Linked DNA regions of Mus musculus: region 1 is linked to region 2. A link is a contact called in public promoter capture Hi-C data. All regions are on one chromosome and are shown on one strand. The core of a region is the stretch at or near the end of the contact, and the rest is flanking DNA. Distances in the headings are between cores, read along the strand shown. Region 1 holds the start of Rgs14 (regulator of G-protein signaling 14). Region 2 holds the start of Hk3 (hexokinase 3).

Region 1 (4,519 bases), core at 1,908-4,407, 350 kb after region 2:
TGTTCTGAAAACCATAGTATAGTGTGAAAACATCAAATAAACAATCCTACTAATAGAGAGACTGAGATGGGGGAAGCATGATTTCAAGACCATCATGCGGTACACAGCAAGACACTGTCACATACAATCAAGCAGAAAGTGTATATGGATTGTACAATATTGGACCTATTTCTCCAGTTACCAAATTAGAGAGAACACTGGTTGATAGCCCACAAATTTCTAATTCCTCATATTTTTGAAAATTAATAGGAAGTAACAATCACTTTCCTTAATATCTCTTAATATGAAAATTAATATTACCAACATATCCTAATCCATTGAAATTCAAAAACTGACAGTAAAGTATCCAGAAAGAGATAAATAAACTACAGTGACACACCTACTCCAGCAAGGCCACACCCTGAGCCAAGCATATACAAACCATCACAGGCATCAAACCCAGTGTTTTACACATCTCTCCCGAAGCCCAAGCCTCCTCTCTAGCTTCATGAGCACTTTAGTAGCCCAGACTGGCAATCTTGACAATCCTACTGCCTCAGCCTCCTGAGTGCTGGGATTGTAGGAATGAACTGCTGTAGATGAGCAGTTGTTTGTTTGCTTGCTTGCTTGTTTGAGACAAGGTCACTTGTAGCCTAACTAGCCTAAGTTGGCTATGTAACAAATACCCTCTATTGTTGTGATTACAGTCATGCATCATCATACTTTAGTTTTCTGCAGTGCTGGGGAACCGAACCTAGGGCTTCATACATGTTAGGCAAGCACTCTACCAAATGAACTACATCCCCAGTCCATATGAGCCTTAATAAGATCATCTTTGCTACTCTTCAGCCCCTAAAGCAACCCCAACCTTACACAATTCAAATTCCTCCCTATGTGTGTGTGTGTGGGGGGGGGCAGGAACAAAGTATCCAGAAAGAGATAAATAAACTACAGTTGTGGTCGCTGCTATATAACAGATGGACTCTGGTATGGACACTGGTACCACGGTCACCTCTGAGGGCTCTTTGAATCATCCAAAGCCGGTGATCCAGATTGATGGATGTCGCACCCCCATGCACCAGAGCATAGACCCTGCTTCTCTCCTCTTGTGGCTCCAAGATCCTCTAGGGTCTTACCATCTTCTATATCCAGCCAGGGCACCCGTCCTTAGGCTATTAAGCCTGATGGTCTCTGCATTTTATCCCTGGGACCCAGGTAGTGAGAGGAGAGAACCAAGTCCTAAAAGTTATCCTCTGGCCTCTGGGCCACAGCATGATCATGTGCCTACATACAGTAAGCTAATTAGGGAACAAACTCTTTCTTTTGTTCGTTCGCTCTTTCCTTCTCCCCCCCCTCTCTTTCTTTCTTTCTTTCTTTCTTTCTTTCTTTCTTTCTTTCTTTCTTTCTTTCTTTCAGATTTACTTATTTTATGCATATGAGTGCATCACCATTGTTGTCTTCAGACACACCAGAAGAGGGCATCAGACACCATTACTGATGGTTGTGAGCCACCATGTGGTTGCTAGAAATTGAACTCAGGACCTCTGGAAGAGCAGTCAGTGCTCTTAACCACTTAGCCATCTCTCCAGCCCAGGAACAAACTTTTTCAAAGAATGCTTCCCTTTACACATATTGAAAGGCTAACCACTCATTTTATTAATATTCAGAAATGTTGGAGGTGGAGCCTTTGGTCGGAAAGTATATCACGCAGGAGAGGGACCGGATATGATGAGACAAGTGTCCTTTATAAAACAGGACAGGAGACAGTATGCTCCCTATCTCTCTGCTTTCTGACACGTGGGCACAGCAAAAAGATGGCCGTCTGCAAGCCATGACTCGTCAGAGCACAAGTGTGTCAGGGCTTGAGCCTGGACGTGCCACCTCCGGAATGGTGAGAACTGAGCGTCTGTTGTCCCGGCCACCCAGCACATGGCATTTTTTTTTCTTAATAATTTAAAAACTATTTTTATGTGTATGACCGTTTTGCCTGCCTGGGTGTCTGTATACCATCTGCATACCTGGTACCCTCAGAGGCCAGAAGAGGGCATCTGGTCCTCTGGAACTGAAGTCAGGAGCAGTTGTGAACTACCATGTGGTGACCAGGAATGGAACTCTGGAAGAGTAGCCAGTGCTCTTAACCACTGAGCCATCTCTACAGCCCGGTTTGTTTTCCTTTGTTTGTTTGTTTGTTGACCAGGTATCGTTATGTAGTCCTGGCTGATATGTAAATGAGGCTGGCCTTGCACTCAAAGAGCTCCACCTGCTTTTTGGAGTCTGAGCTAAGACAGTTCTGCACAGAGGTGGGCTTTCTACTGAGTATGGCTTACTTTACCTCTTTGGTATGGATATACCCAATCCATTCTCCTACCCTTCAGTGCATGTGTGCATACCCAGCCCCTGGGGTGTCTGACTATACATAGGCATGCCTATCATATGCACCCATCCAAGGCACTATACACTATCTATCTTATTTTGTTTACATTTAGATATAGATACAGACATAGTATAGATCCAGATTGAGTTTCCTGTAACTAAGTCTGACCTCAAACTGTTATTCCTGCCTCTGCCTCACAAGGGCTGGCATTACATACATGTGCTACCCTGCCCAGATTCGAGTGTGTATGCCTGAAGATTCAGGTGCCCTCGTGACACAGCATGCCCACATGCATGGTCACACAGGTGATGTGATTACCTCTTTGCTCACCTGGCTATCAGATGACAGCCTAGGGGCAGCAGTCTCCGCATGCAAACTGCCTGAGCTAGGGTTGCTAAGCATGCATAAGCCTGGGACATAGAAGGTAAATGAGTAGTGAACAATGCACTTTTGTGGATGCCTAGGACTCGGAACACATGCCCCATGTCCATGGAACCCCCCCCCAGACTGTCTGCTCCACAAGTGTCTAGTTGTATGAGCATGCACTTCAGCATGCTGACACATCCTTGGAGCCTTCAGATTGAACACTCCAGGTACCTCGCTGGGCAAAAGGAGGCTCCTGCTGGCTGTTGGTGCTTGCATGGTGTGCAACCGAGGGTGCGTTGGCGGCATGTGTGTGTGCATGAACGTGTGTGTGTGTGTGTGTGTGTGTGTGTGTGTGTGTGTGTATGAGAGTAGGAAGAGACATTCGCTCTCTTAGACCTTGCTTCTTTCTGTGGTTTGGTTTCTATAGAGACACTTCCTGTGGCAGAGAAAAGAGGTAGTGAGCTGGTGTTTCAGGATGTAAGGGCCCGGAGGAGCAGAGCTCTCTCTCTCCACTGCCTGCTTGCCACCCCAAGAGAGTGCTTCCGCGATCCTTGTGGTGGGTGGCCCCCCGTGGAGGGGACCTGTGATCAACGGCGGTATGCCAGGGAAGCCCAAGCACTTGGGTGTCCCCAACGGGCGCATGGTGAGTGTGGGCTCTGAGCCAGAGCCACAGGGAGGGGGGTGGGCACACCCAGGGTGGAGTCCAGGAGGCACACCCAGCAGGGTTGCAGAGGAGCAGGCTGGAGAAGTTGGGTACAGACAGCTGCTGGCATTGGGACCTGGTGCTGTCACCCTAGGACCCTTCCAGATGCCCTGCTAGGAGTCTGGTGCAACCCCAGGGATTAGTCCAGAACACAGCAGACTTAGGTCTCTGGTTCCACATGCAGGTTGGACTCGCTGCTCCCTCATCCGCTACTGGGATTACTGAAGTTGATTACAGAGTAGCCTGGAGATCCAGTGGTCACTTCTAAAACTTCTCAAGCCCTATGTCTCAGGCCCTCAGCCCTCCTCTCTTCATCTCACGCTCTAAGTGCCCAAGATAAGGTTTTAAGAGCAGCCCTTGCTGGATCACTGCATCAACCTGCTCCAGAGGCAGCCTGCCAGAACTAGTGTTCTTTGGGCAGCCCAGGACGGGTCAGTAAGGGCAGGACAGGAAGATCAGCTCTGTCTGGTCTATTCCTAGCTTCCAGGAAGGGTGTGTGTGTGTGTATGTGTGTGTGTGTGTGTGTGTGTGTGTGTGCGTGCAACTTAGTATAGGATGCCCTGGTTGCAGCCCTAACCCATTAGACCTTCTCCAGGCTGTTTAACTCCTGACTAGAGTTGTCTCCAAGTTTCTGGCTCTTCTTTCATTCACCAAATAGGACAGGCTGTGTTGAGCCTCCCTTTTCTCCTTAGGGACCTGGCTCACCTAGCAGGATCACTCCAGGGGGACCAAACAGTGTCCTGGTAACCTCTATCTTAAGGCCCCAGCCTAGAACCATGGGATAAAGCCAGTGGGTCCAGAATAACCTGGGATCCAGAGAGAGAGACCTGGGATCCAGTTCTAGCTCTGCTGTCTTTTCCCAAGAAAGATCCTGTCCTGTTTCGTCATCAGTAAAATGAAATAGAAACTGATCAATGTCCTGTTTGCTGAGTGCCATAATGAATATGAGACACTTGAGCATTGTAAAGGCTACGGAAGGGTTATCCTGATAACCCCTGTACTTTCATCCCCTCTTTAAGAATCTTCTATCTCATTAAACAGTTCCCACCTCTGCCTTCCAGTTCCCAAGGTTAGTTCTCATGTTTTGTCGGGAAGCC
Region 2 (5,037 bases), core at 49-2,548:
AGAACTTTAATGCCTGTCCTCTCTTTCTTGTCCCCACAACTACTGACTATTCCAGGAGTCTCCTGATATTTCTGCTTCCGCAGGTTGAATCTAGCCCGGCTCACGCTGTCATGGCTCCTCCCACAGATGGAGCCAAACTCTGTGGTACTACTGCAGGATCCTCATTTGCCCTCACCCCAAGCTTCCTCTTGCTACTCCTTGAGCTTCTGAACTCCACACATGCTGACTCCCTGTCATCTGCTTTTTAGTTTTCACTTAAGTTGGTCCCCATTTCTGAAGGGCTAGCCTCATAACCTTGTGATGTCTGAGTCACCTCTGCACTTCAATTCCGGGACAGGGTTGGGCAAATTTAGACCTGGTGCTCGTGCCTGTAAACATAGCACTTGGTTGACTGAGGCAGGAGTATCAGGAGTTTGAGGACAACCTGGGCCACATAGTGAGACCCTGTCTCAAAAGGAGGCAGTAGATTTGGTAAAGCAAGAAATTTGTTTCTGACAACTCTCCCCTAAATTATATGTGTGTGTGTGTGTGTGTGTGTGTGTGTGTGTGTGTGTATCACCACTTAGTTTCCAATCTGTCAGAAGAGAACATACATTCCAGTAGTCTGTTAAAGGATAAAATAAGGTAACTGACGCAACTATCTTCGTTCAAGGCCCAGCTAACACAATCATTCACATACTTACCTGCTCGCACACTCAACATTTACTCCGCACGTGCCAGACGATGAGGTTTCCTGCAAGGAACCCTAGGATTTAAACTCTAGGTTCATACATTTGGACCTCTCTCTTCTTCCAGTGAGGGGCATGTCTCCATTCCACTGTCACCAGAAACAAGTCGAAAGTCTACACATGTTTGAATTAAGAGCTTCTTGACTTTTCTCATCTGAATCAGACATGGTTCCAAAGTGCTGCTTTTGAATGGTATTCTAGAGACCGGTCCTGAGGCTGGGCACCACCGTCACCAGTGAGAACTCATAGCACAGTCTTGCTAACCTCCATTAGCCATAGGATAAGCCGAGGGCTTGAGACGAGGCCTGCAGGAATTAGAGGAAGTGCTTACCTGGGAGATTCAGAAGTTGATCACCTTCCTCGGGGGCTCAGCTCTTCTCCCAAATATGACCACAGTGATACTGGACTAAACTCAAAAGTGAAAACTCTGGGTCAGCTCCCCAAGCTCCACCTTCCTCTGTAGCCACTTAACCGAAATCTGCTAATTCAGGAAAGGGCACTTCCCTACAAATCTGCTCTCAACGGAGCCCAGAATGGGCAGGGCCATGGTACAAACAAGCCAGATGACCACAGGAAGTTGAAGGCCCAACGAGGTTAAGAACTCCAAAATATTCTCTCAGCAGCGCTAGGAGCGCTGTTCGTGTTATACACAAAGTTTTCAAGTGCCAAGTTCCTTGGAAAGAAGCGGAGACCAGCCTAGAAATTTGTGGTTGAACTAGGCAACGTGTCAAAATGTAGTAAGCAGAACTGTGTAAGAAGCAATGTAGGAGCCTAAGAGGAAGGGCCATCATGACTGCAGGAGAGTGGGCAGGGCAAGTTGGTGAAGTCCTTTCACAAAGAAGAGAGCATGTATGCAGTCAAGAGTCGTGCGTGCGTGTGTGTGTGTGTGTGTGTGTGTGTGATAGAATCAGGTATAGCTCTCAGGACCTAATGAGAATGCCCGTAGTTGAGATACATGGCGGAAGAAGTAACTGCCAGGCCGAGAAGTCTAAAGAGTCCGTAAGGCAAGATGGGGCAAGAGGTTTGCCTGGGGGTCTTCTCTTGTGGAAGATAGAGTTCTTAAGCTTCTGTGGAGCTACTCTACTGGCCACTACACTGCTTTTCCACTTAACTGTTTTCCTGAAATACAGTCTTGGGGAACTAAGCATGTGTGTGTGTGTGTGTGTGTGTGTGTGTGTGTGTGTGTGTGTGTTCAGCTACCCCCAATATATCAACTAAAGAAATGAATAATAATGAAAAGCAGTGTGTGTTTGGAAGAGGGACAGATAAAGGGGTCCAGTGACCTCCAGGACTCTCTGCAGGGTACTTAGAAGAGCTTTATGCTCAAACAGTGAAGGAGTGGGGCAGAGTCAAGAGATACACATAAGTTAGCAGTATTGATCCAGGTGTGCTTCCACCCCCTCACTCTCAGCTCTTATCCTGCAAGGTAGTCTGACAAGCTCTTCTGTCATCCAAAGGAGGCCAGTCTGGATACCACACTTGTCATTTGAGAGGAAAGTGCTATCCTGCGAGACTTTGCTGGTCCCAGAATACAAAATGACTGAGGTTTAGGACGTGACCTAACTTTGTGCCTTCAGCCTTGAAGGAAGAGATGGGTCAGAGAGACAGGCACTCCCTGAGTAATTAGCATGTCCATGCAGAGCAAGCTGTAGTCAGACACAATGCCTAACAAAAGCAGCTTCTAAGTGCCTGTTAGAACTCAGGCAAATTGGTGGGCACAAGACTGCTATTTAGCAGTCATGCTATTATTCAGTTAGTGAAGGCCTCCACAGGACACAGGCGAGCAGAGGTGGCTCCTGTAGCAGCTTTGATGTGATCTGACCTATAAACACGGCAAATACAGCCCTACCTGCAGTTTCCTGGATACCAAGCAGACATACAAGCTTTGAGAGACAGAGAAGTCAAGAATGATGTAGGGGAAGGCAAACTGACCGTGCTCTACAACACAGCACCATGCTTAGTCTGAGGCTCCAGTGCCTTAACTCCATTTAGTCGGGGGAGATTATGGAACTGAAAGCGAAAGCCAAGCTATGATTCACGACAGCGGCAGACTCTAGTCAGCATGAGGGTATGCTCCTGGAAGTTATTTCATGACTCTTTGTCCGTGATTCTCAAAGTCCCGTTTTCATTTCACCAGGAAGTGGGTTGTCCTGGCTGTAGTTGTCACAGTGCCAGAGAGCTTCTAAGTCAAGGCCAGGGTTTGACGTCTGTGAACATTTTGGTCCAGTCCTGTCTGTAACAGAGGCACAGCACTTGCCAGCGAAGGTCAAGAGGACACAGGATGGCTACTAACCAACAAAGGAGAGTCAAACCCTGACAAGGCTCCCTCAACACCTCCTAGTGCAGCCTGCAGCCACCCAGAAGGAATGTAGAATGGGGAGAGCCAAACAGCAAAACCAGGATATCACCGCTGGGCTGGAAGGCCAGGTCCTCCCTGCTATGCTCCTCTCAGCCTACAATGCCCATAGCCAGCTTCCCGATCATCTTCCATACTCTTTATGCTTTGGATAGGCCTCATGGCTCTCACAGGCACTGCCCTGCTTCCATTGAGTCTCTGTTCCTATTGATGTGTCTACAATGACCTACTGATATCCCTGGCCTCTCCATCCCTTTTGTCCATTCCCCTTTCATCTAAGTTCAGTTAGCAACAGTGGGACTCCCATATCCCAACCCTGACCCCCACAACAAGTAGGCCCCGCTCTGATCCCAGCTGGGAACCAGTCTACTGTATTTATTAAAATCACCTGTGTTTACCTTACCTACCCAACTGTGGGCTCTCATGTTTCTTCCACCTTACGAGACTTGGTAGCAGGTTCTGGATTCTAATATGGAGTAAGTCTCAGTTAACTTTTACTAAATGGAAGAGCTCTCCCTCAAGCTCAACAGCTCCCAGACTATTGAAACAGCAAGAAAGCAGCCTGCTTCTGGTGCACAGGCTCTCAGGACTCTTCCAGAGTCTCGACAATGTCTCACCTTCCCAATGGCAACCACCAACTTTCCATCAATTCACAACCTCCCTTCTCCTCTCTCCAACTCCCATGGGCTAAACTCAATCTAAGGCCTCACAGGCAAGTAGCCCAACCCAAACTCAAATTTCCAAAGTCATCAACATGGTATCAGACCCAAGTTCAAACTCAACCCATTTTCCCAACTGGTTTATGGAAGCTTTCCATTTTTCTGAGTCTAAAGTTTAGGTGGGTTTTGTTGTTTTTTTATTACTGTGTACATGATGTGTGCATGTGTGTGTGTGGGGGGGGAGTACATGCCACAGTGAACATGTGGAGGTCCAAGGACTTTGTGGATTGAACCTAGGTCATTAGGCTTCTACAGCATGTACTTCACCTGCTGAGCCATCTGGCTGGTCCAGAGTCTGGATTTCCCATGTATAAAACATGGAATTTCTCTGTAGGATTTGCTTTAGACCTGTAAACATCAGCCTTGCTGCAAGTGTATTGGATACCAACTAGCCATACAGGCAGTAAAATATGATGTTGGGGAGGGCACAATGGCCATCACCCCCACATGTACTGCCCAGCCAGGGGTTACAGTTTCTCAGCTGTTTTATCAAAATATGGAACTGGAACAGGAAGTGAAAGGTCCAGCTTAAGTCGTGCTTATGACAAGCGCTACCAGAGTCCTTGGGTCTATTTCTGGGTGACCCAATGTTTATCTTTGTCTTGAGACTGGGCCTTTCTACATAGTCCTGGCTGTCCTAGAACTAACTCACCATGGAGATCAGACTGGTCTTGAACTAGACCCACCTGCCTCTGCCTCCCCAGTGCTAGGATTAAAGGTGTGTGCCAATATGCTCAGATTTTTATCTTTTTAAGTAGACTCAAGATGTCTATTTCCAGGTTGGGCTCCCCAGAAGTAGGCCTAATCATTCAGATTATTTCAGAAGGTTCCAAATAGGGCTGGGGCTAGAGTGATGAAAGTGAGACAGAATGCTGACTTAGAGTCCTCTCAGACTCACCCAGTGCACACCCTGCACTTACATGGACCCAAGAGTATGGGTCTCATTCCTAGTCATGAGGGGATTTGGATGTGAGTTAGCAGAAGACAGCCAAGACAGTACACATATTTACGCTGTTATGGGCACGATGGTGATCCAACCGTACAAGGGAATCCCTGAGAATATGGTAGAATGTGCCTCAGTTGTTCTGAGACATGAAGAAAATGGGTTACTTCTATACTCCAACTTCTATTTTCATTGGCCAAGGGCTGCAGCAGAGCACTGGTTCTTGGCCCTTCTAGCTTGTGTCAACATAAGGCAAGGGCCACCTTCTCACACAGGCACAAGTATCTATTT

The links. Promoter capture Hi-C pulls out the DNA fragments that hold promoters and counts their contacts.
Region 1: a promoter capture Hi-C map of neutrophils shows a contact between it and region 2, with 2.3 times the contacts expected there. The contact joins the promoter of Rgs14 here to the promoter of Hk3 in region 2. A contact is called at or near these places in 1 of 39 promoter capture datasets (neutrophils) and 1 of 115 datasets of contacts at active chromatin or transcription factors (memory CD8 T cells).

The regions. Positions count from the first base shown.
Region 1 is chr13:55,366,575-55,371,093 of GRCm38.p6, forward strand. Rgs14 (regulator of G-protein signaling 14) reads left to right here and starts at 3,158. Exons shown (of 15, transcript NM_016758.3): 1 at 3,158-3,362. The coding sequence starts at 3,318.
Region 2 is chr13:55,020,087-55,025,123 of GRCm38.p6, forward strand. Hk3 (hexokinase 3) reads right to left here and starts at 1,299. Exons shown (of 19, transcript NM_001033245.4): 1 at 1,060-1,299.